2 separate regions of the Macaca mulatta genome follow, and region 1 is linked to region 2. Evidence: chromatin contacts called from public Hi-C data. All regions are on one chromosome and are shown on one strand. Each heading gives the region's core, a stretch centred on a gene start, on an enhancer-like site or on the middle of the called end of the contact. The rest is flanking DNA. Distances are from core to core; before and after follow the strand shown. Region 1 has its middle 44 kb from the start of LAPTM5. Region 2 has its middle 9.9 kb from the start of SDC3.

Region 1 (3,892 bases), core at 836-3,335, 120 kb after region 2:
TCAGTTTACAGATGAGGAAATGGAGACTTGGAGCTATTAAAGGACTCCCCCGAGCCCAGAGTAAATTAGTTGCAGAGGCAGGGGCTGCGTGATTCAGATTCCAGGTTGGGACACAGGTCTGGGGGGGCCCCTCTGCTTCTGGAGAGGAGAGAGAGGCTCCTTTTTATTTCACCAAAGCTCCTCCTCCAGAGGTTGGGGTCATGGCCTTGACTCTGTTGTCAGGGGGCCTGAGAAGGGCATGGTCAGGACATTTTCAAGTAAGAATTCGGCTAAGGCCTGGCGAGGAAAGGCCAAGTGAAGTGTCTGCTGGAGGAGGGAGAAAGTGAGTTTGAGTTGAATTTGGTCAGAATTTGGGCTTTGAAAATGGACAGTGCTGGGTTTGAGTCCTGCCTCTGCCATCTGTTAGCTGTGTGACCCTGGGCAATGCTTGAACCTCTCAGAATCTTACTAACCTGATCTGTAAAATGGGGATACTATGCCTCATATTAGGTTTTATTGAGGATAACAAAATGTTGCATCCAAAGTATTAGTACTTGGCACATAGCACTTTGTAAATATTAGTGTTTATTAGTAGAGTCAGCATTAGGCTAGAATTTGGGTTAGATTGAGTTGATAGAATTTTGAGGGAAAACCTCGGACCCAGGGCTGCCAGTCTGTTTGGGACCTGTCTGCACTTGTCTGTGTCTTAGGATGGCACAGAGGACTCTGCTAGGGATCAGGACAGGGCTGAGCTCAGAGCTGGGGCTTCGGTCACAGCAGAATGAAGAGTGAAACGGATTGGAGTTAGAATCCTGCTTTTCCCACATTGCTGGGTGACCTTGGACAATGTACTTGTTCTCTCTCTCTCTTTTATTTTTATTTTTTTGAGACAGGGTTTTCCTCTGTCCCCCAGGCTGGAGTGCAGTGGCCTGATCATAGCTCACTGCAGCCTGGACCTCCTGGGTGTAGGTGTTCCTCCCACCTCAGGCTCCCAAGTAGCAGCTGGGACTGCAGGCACGCACCACCATGCCCAGTGTTTTTTTTTTTTTTTTTTTTTTTTTTTGAGACAGAGTTTCGCTCTTGTTGCCCAGGCTGGAGTGCAGTGGTACGATCTTGGGTCACTGCAACCTCTGTCTCCCGGGTTCAAGCGATTCTCTTGCCTCGGCCTTCCAAGTAACTGGATTACAGGCATGCGACACCATGCCCAGCTAATTTTGTGTTTTTTAGTAGAGACAGGGTTTCACCACATTGGTCAGGCTGGTCTCGAACCCCTGAACTCAGGTGATCCGCTTGCCTCGGCCTCCTAAAGTGCTGGGATTACAGGCGTGAGCCACTGTGCCTGGCCCACCAACTGTTTTATTTATTTATTTATATTTATTATTGTTATTTTTTTGAGATAGAGGTTCTCCCTTGTTGCCCAGGCTGGGATGCAATGGTGCAACCTCGGCTCACTGCAATCTCTGCCTACTGGGTTCAAGCGATTCTCCTGCCTCAGTCTCCTGAGTAGCTGGGATTACAGGCACTTGCCGCCACGCTTGGCTAATTTTTGTATTTTAGTAGAGACGGGGGTTTCACTATATTGGTTAGGCTGGTCTCAAACTCCTGACCTCAGGTGATCCACCCGTCTCAGCCTCCCAAAATGCTGGGATTATGGGTGTGAACCACTGCGCCTGGCCTTATTTTTTGTATTTTTAGTTTGAGACTGGCCTGGAACTCCTGAGCTCAAGTGATCCTCTTGCCTTGGCCTCCCAAAGCATTGGGATTACAGGCATGAGCCACCGTGCCTGGCCCACTTGCTGTCTTTAAGCTTCAGTTTCCCTCTCTGTAAAATGGGGGTAATATTGCCCATCCCAACAAGGCGTTTGGTTAGTATTAAGTAAGATCATGGTGCCAGCCCTTAGACCTCAGTGAGTGTTTTGTATTTTAAAAATGATTTTCCTCCCCAGCAGTTTTCCACATCAAATTATTTGTTTCAAGAGAACGACCACGTAGCTGCTTGTAGCTGGCTTTCTTCGTCCATCCTTCCAGCCACCCGCGGTTGGTCTGCTGGAGTCAGATGTGCAGCGGGCACTGTGGATCCAGAGGCAGCAGAGCAGAGGGGTCAGGAGAGGCCTCCCTAGGGCTGAGATCCCTGGCTCCGTTTTGCAGGCTGGCAGGGGCACTGCATGTGCGAAGGCACAGAGGCCTGCCCGTTGAACTATGCGGAGTTTTATGAAAATCGGAATGGGTGAGGGGTACAAGCAAAGTCCCAGTGTTTCCAGCGTTCTTTCCAACCCTGTCGCCTGTCGCTCGACGCGGACCTCCTGCAAATGAAGCGCGGGTGCCCTCTGCTGGCCTGCCTGCTGACTGCACCTTCTACTTTGGGGACTCCCAGCCCCCGTGTCTTTGGGAGGCAAATGTCCATAAAAGGTGGAGTATCTAAACTGGGAAGACCCTCAGAAATCATCCACCCCTGACTTCCCGATGGAGACGTGAGGCCCTGTGTGGGGCAGGGAGCTTGCACAGGGCAGGAATTCGGGCCCCTGAATCCAATGGAGGCTGGGCTGTCAGTGCCTGGGATAGGGAGGTGCCCAGGGAGGGTTCTTGCCGCGGAGCTCCAGCCTGCGGAAGGTGGAAGGGGGGTGGGTGGAGGGTGACTGCAGAGAGCAGAGGGGGTTTCGGATTCTCAGCCCCTTGCCCCATCTGGCTGGCTCAGTCGTGGGATTTCCTGTTTTGTCTTGGAGCAGCGGCATTGCAACCTGATAGCCATGAAATAGGAGCTCAAGATTGTGTGTGTGTGTGTGTGTGTGTGTGTGTGTGTGTGTGTGTGTGTGTGTGTGTCTTGAAGGGTGATGTTGGCATCAATCAGTAGGTGTCCTGGGCTGGTGACATCACCCCCCTACCGCTCTGATCTTCCTTTAAAGCCCTTCCTTTCTCCACTCCTAAGTCCCCAGCGGCTGCCATTGCTGCCTGGCCCTTGGTTCTCCAGCAAAGGTGGTGGTGGGTGAGGGGACCTGAAATCAGGAAAGACGCTTACCTTTAGAGCCCCAACAGAAGATAGCCATGGGTGCCAAAGCTGGGGTGGGCTTAGAATGGGCAGGTTTCATAGGCGATCAGAAGTGGGGAGGGTAAGAGAGAAGCGAGTTGAGGACGGTGCTCAAGCTGCTGGCCTAGATGATGGGTTGTGCCCTTGATGAGATGAGGAGCTTGGGGAGACCACAGCAACCTGATGCCTGGAAGCTCATCCCCTGTGGAGAGCACTGTTTCCTGTCTCATCCTCCTGGCAGGGCGGCTGTGTATGTGTGTGTGCGTGTGTGTGTGTGTGCATAGGCACTGTGTGTGTGCTGGGTATGCCACGTCCATGAGCTGGGAGCCTGGGTTTACTAGGGATGGGGGCCATAAGACCAGGAAGAGGCCCACCTTGGCTGGGAAGTGACCCTTTGTTCCCAGTATGGATCACATCAAGGCCAGTAAGACTGTGGTCTGTTCCTGGTTGATGGTGGGTGGGGAGGGCCTGGCTTAGCCTGGCTTAGAGTGCAGATGGGAGTTCCAGGCCTGCACCCGTCTTTCCCAGTAGGGTGGCCTCAGGCAAGTGCCTGCCTCTCTCTAGGCCTCGGTGCCCTCACCTGACAAATGGAGACAATGCAGTGTAGATGAGCGGAGACAGCGACAGAGACACTGCAGGAAGAGTGCTCAGTGCTGTGTCTGGCACACTGTGGGCCCTGGGTAAAGGGCAGAAGGTATTAGTGTTTCTTAGCTGGGTGTTCTGGTGCTTGGTAGTCGGGCCCCATCTCTCTGTCTGACTTTATTGCTCCTAGGCCTTCCTCCTCACTCTGCTCCAGCTGCACTGACCCTTCTTCCATGGCTGGAGAACACCAGGTTCATTCCAGTCCGGAGCCTGCTCAGCAGCTCTTCTGGCTGCCGGTTTCAGTTG
Region 2 (3,676 bases), core at 297-2,796:
TGCGGTGGCACACGCCTGAAATTTCAGTACTTTGGGAGACTGAGGCAGGCGGATCACCTGAGATCAGGAGTTTGAGACCAGCCTGGCCAACATGGTGAAACCCCGTCGCTACTAAAAATCACAAAAGTTAGCCGGGCGTGGTGGTGCGCGTCTGTAATCCCAGCTACTTGGGAGGCTGAAGCAGGAGAATCGCTTGAACCTGGGAGGTGGAGGTTGCAGTGAGCCGAGATCATGCCACTGCACTCCAGCCTGGGCAACAGAGTGAGACTATCTAAAAAAAAAATTGTTTTTTTGTTAATAAGAAATTGTTGCCCAAAATTTAAAGGCTCTTTTTTTGAGACAGGGTCTTACCCTGTCACCCAGACTGGAATGCATGCAGTGGTGCAATTATGGCTCACTGCAGCCTGGAACACCGGAGCTCAAGCAATCCTTCTGCCTCAGCCTGCTGAGTAACTGGGACCACAGGTGTGAGCCACCACACCTGGCTAACAAAGGCTCTTAAGAAACAAATATAAGTCTTAGCAGATAAGTGCTACTTCCTTCATCGATATGGTTTAGTTGGTGAAATCTTGGCTCCTGGGAATCTTTGATCCAGGGCATTTTTCAGTCTTTGACTATTATTTTCCTTACAGTTACTGTATTCACCCGCTTTGTGCATTGTATCCTTTCAAGGATTTTCAATGACACCGTTTCACCCTATAATCCCAGCACTTTGGGAGACCAAGACAGGAGGAGCGCTTGAAGCCAGGAGTTCTCGACCAGCCTGGGCAACAAAGCAAGACCTTGTTTTAATTTTAATTTAAAAATTAATTTAAAAATTAGTTAAAAATTTAAAAAATTAAAACTAAAAAAATTAATTAAAAATTAATTTTAAAAAATCTATTTTAATTAGCCCAGTACAGTGGCATGTGCCTGTAGTCCCACCTACTAAGGAGGCTGAGGTGGGAGGATCGCTTGAGCCAAGGAATTCGAGGCTGCAGTGAACTATGATGGTGCCACAGCACTCCAGCCTGGGTGACCGAGCAAGACCCTGTCTCTAAAAAATGCATAAATAAATGCTTTCCAGCAGCCACTTGCATATCGAATGATTGCCATCAGGATTTAACAACCTGGAGAACTCAGCAAGCCCACACTTGAGCCTATAGTGACTATGCAATTTTGGATACCAATGACCACAAGACCACACGACCTAACGGAGCTGTTGATGATAGCATTAACAAGACTCTGTTCCAGTGACTATGTTAACAGTGGTAACTGAGAATAATGCCGTACTCTGGTCATACTCTCAGCTTGCTTTTGAAACTGCCCCTATAAGCTTTATAAATTAATCAGGGAAGAAGAGAGGGGGAAAAAATGAAAATAAACCGAGCTTGTAGCACGTTCAGCCTTCACCATGAGGTCAGCTCACTCCCTGACCTGCCTCCTCACAGCTGTTTTTTGCAGCCTGTTGACCCAGAATCACGAGACCCTGTTACAGGACAATAGTTCCCCTTAGCTGTTCTACAGATAACAACTTGAACATTAGGAAGCCTTGAGTTCTCTCTTTGAGCTATTCCTTCACGTCCTGCATACTAAGGAAACTGCTGACTCAGCTGGTTTGAAGGACCTGACTAGTTTGAAGAGCTGACTCACCAAAAAATGCAGTTTCCATGTCCTGATGATTTCATCCCCCTTACCCAAAACCATCAATGACCCAAATTTCTTAGTCCCTCACCCTCAACAATCCCCTTAGAAATCCTAGCCCAGAACTCCTCGGAGGGATGGATTTGAGGATCTCCTCACTGGGCACCCTGCCATCAGTAAACTCTTTCTGCTTCTGCACACCCTGCTGTCTCCATGTCATGGGGTCTGTTACTGTGCAGTGGGCACAGGAACCATAGTACTGTAATACTTTATTTATTTTTCAAGATGAAGTTCTGCTGAGGCCGGGCGTGGTGGCTCCCACCTGTAATCTCAGCACTTTGGGAGGCCGAGGCGGGTGGATCACCTGAAGTCAGGAGTTCGAGACCAGCCTGACCAAGACGGTGAAACCCCCATCTCTACTAAAAATACAAAAATTAGCCTGGCACAGTGGTGGGCACCTGTAATCCCAGCTACTCCGGAGGCTGAGGCAGGAGAATTGCTTGAACCCGGGAGGTGGAGGTTGTGGTGAGCTGAGATGGCACCACTGCACTCTAGCCTGGGTGACAGAGTGAGACTCTGTCTCAAAAAAAAAAAAAAAAAAAAGAAAAAAAAGAAAAAGAAAAAGAAAAGATAGAGTCTCCTCTGTTGCCCAGGCTGGAGTGCAATGGTGTGATCTCGGCTCACTGTAACCTCTGCCTCCCAGGTTAAAGTGATTCTCCTGTCTCAGCTTTCTGAGTAGGATTACAGGTGTGCACCACCACACCCGGCTAATTTTTGTATTTTTAGTAGAGACAAGGTTTCGTCATGTTGACCAGGCTGGTCTGGAACTCCTGACCTCAGATGATCCACTCGCCTCAGCCTCCCGAAGTGTTGGGATTACAGGTGTGAGCCACTGTGCCCAGCACTATAACACTTTAACTTGTTAAATTAAAATGGAGACCAGGCCTGAAGAATACCAGGGTAGACAAAACCAGTTAGGCCTCATACATGACCTCAACCTTGCTTGATTTGCAAACATAAGCAAAACTTGAGCTATTTCTTGTAAATGCCTCTAGTCAAGAAAACAGAACTTCAGCTCAACCAATCAGAAGTAGTCCAGAAATTTTTATGTAACTGGGGACTTTCTAATGGCGTAGACCAAATAAACAACTACATAATTGCAACCAATCAAATAATTTATTTTACTTCTGCGTTTATCCCTTAAATACTTGTCTCTGACGATTTGTCACTGGAACATTAAACCTCTTCTGGTTTGGTGTTTCCCAATTCATGTATTGCTTTTCACTCAAAGAAGTACTTTAAACTGATCTGTGGGATCTAACAATCAAAACAATGAAACTCAGGAAGATAGAGAACAGAGGGATGGTTACCAGATGCTGGGAAGGCTAGCAAGGGGTTAGAGGAGAGGTGGGGAGGACAGTTAATGGGTACAACAAAAATGAAAGGATGATAAGACCTAGTATTTGATAGTACAAAAGGGTGACTATAGTCAATAATAACCTTTTCTCTTTTTTTATTGAGACAGAGTCTCTCTTTGTCACCCAGGCTGGAGTGCAGTGGCCCGATCTTGGCTCACTGCAGCCTCTGCCTCCTGGGTTCAAGCAATTATCTGCCTCAGCCTCCCGAGTAGCTGGGACTACAGGCACCCGCCACCACACCTGGCTAATTTTTGCATTTTTAGTACAGACAGGGTTTCACCATCTTGGCCAAGCTGATCTTGAACTCCTGACCTTGTGATCCACCCACCTCAGCCTCCCAAAGTGCTGGGATTACAGGCGTGAACCACCACGCCTGGCCTATTTTTTTTTTTTTTTTTTTTTGAGGCAGAGTTCATTCTGTTGCCCAGGTGGGAGTGCAGTGGCATGATCTTGGCTCACTGCAACGTCCGCCTCCCAGGTTCAAGCTATTCTCCTGCCTCAGCCCCCCGAGTAGCTGGGATTACAGGCACCCACCACTACCTCCGGCTACTTTTTGTATTTTTAGTAGAGACGGAGTTTCACCATGTTGGCCAGACTGGTCTTGAACTCCTGGGTTCAAGTGATCCGCCCACCTT

What was found. Hi-C and Micro-C count contacts between places; a contact is called where the count stands out from the background.
Region 1: a contact with region 2 is called in a Hi-C map of blood, with 5 times the contacts expected there. The contact joins two enhancer-like sites. A contact is called at or near these places in 8 of 14 Hi-C or Micro-C datasets (CD4 T cells, blood, cortical neurons and 5 more).

What each region holds. Positions count from the first base shown.
Region 1 is chr1:210,065,131-210,069,022 of T2T-MMU8v2.0, forward strand. No RefSeq gene overlaps it. Among named protein-coding and RNA genes, the nearest start is that of LAPTM5, 44 kb to the right of the region's middle. Within about 2 kb of position 2,086, at least 9 of the 40 cell types and tissues checked have an H3K27ac peak or open chromatin away from gene starts, as enhancers often do.
Region 2 is chr1:209,949,580-209,953,255 of T2T-MMU8v2.0, forward strand. No RefSeq gene overlaps it. Among named protein-coding and RNA genes, the nearest start is that of SDC3, 9.9 kb to the right of the region's middle. Within about 2 kb of position 1,547, at least 2 of the 40 cell types and tissues checked have an H3K27ac peak or open chromatin away from gene starts, as enhancers often do.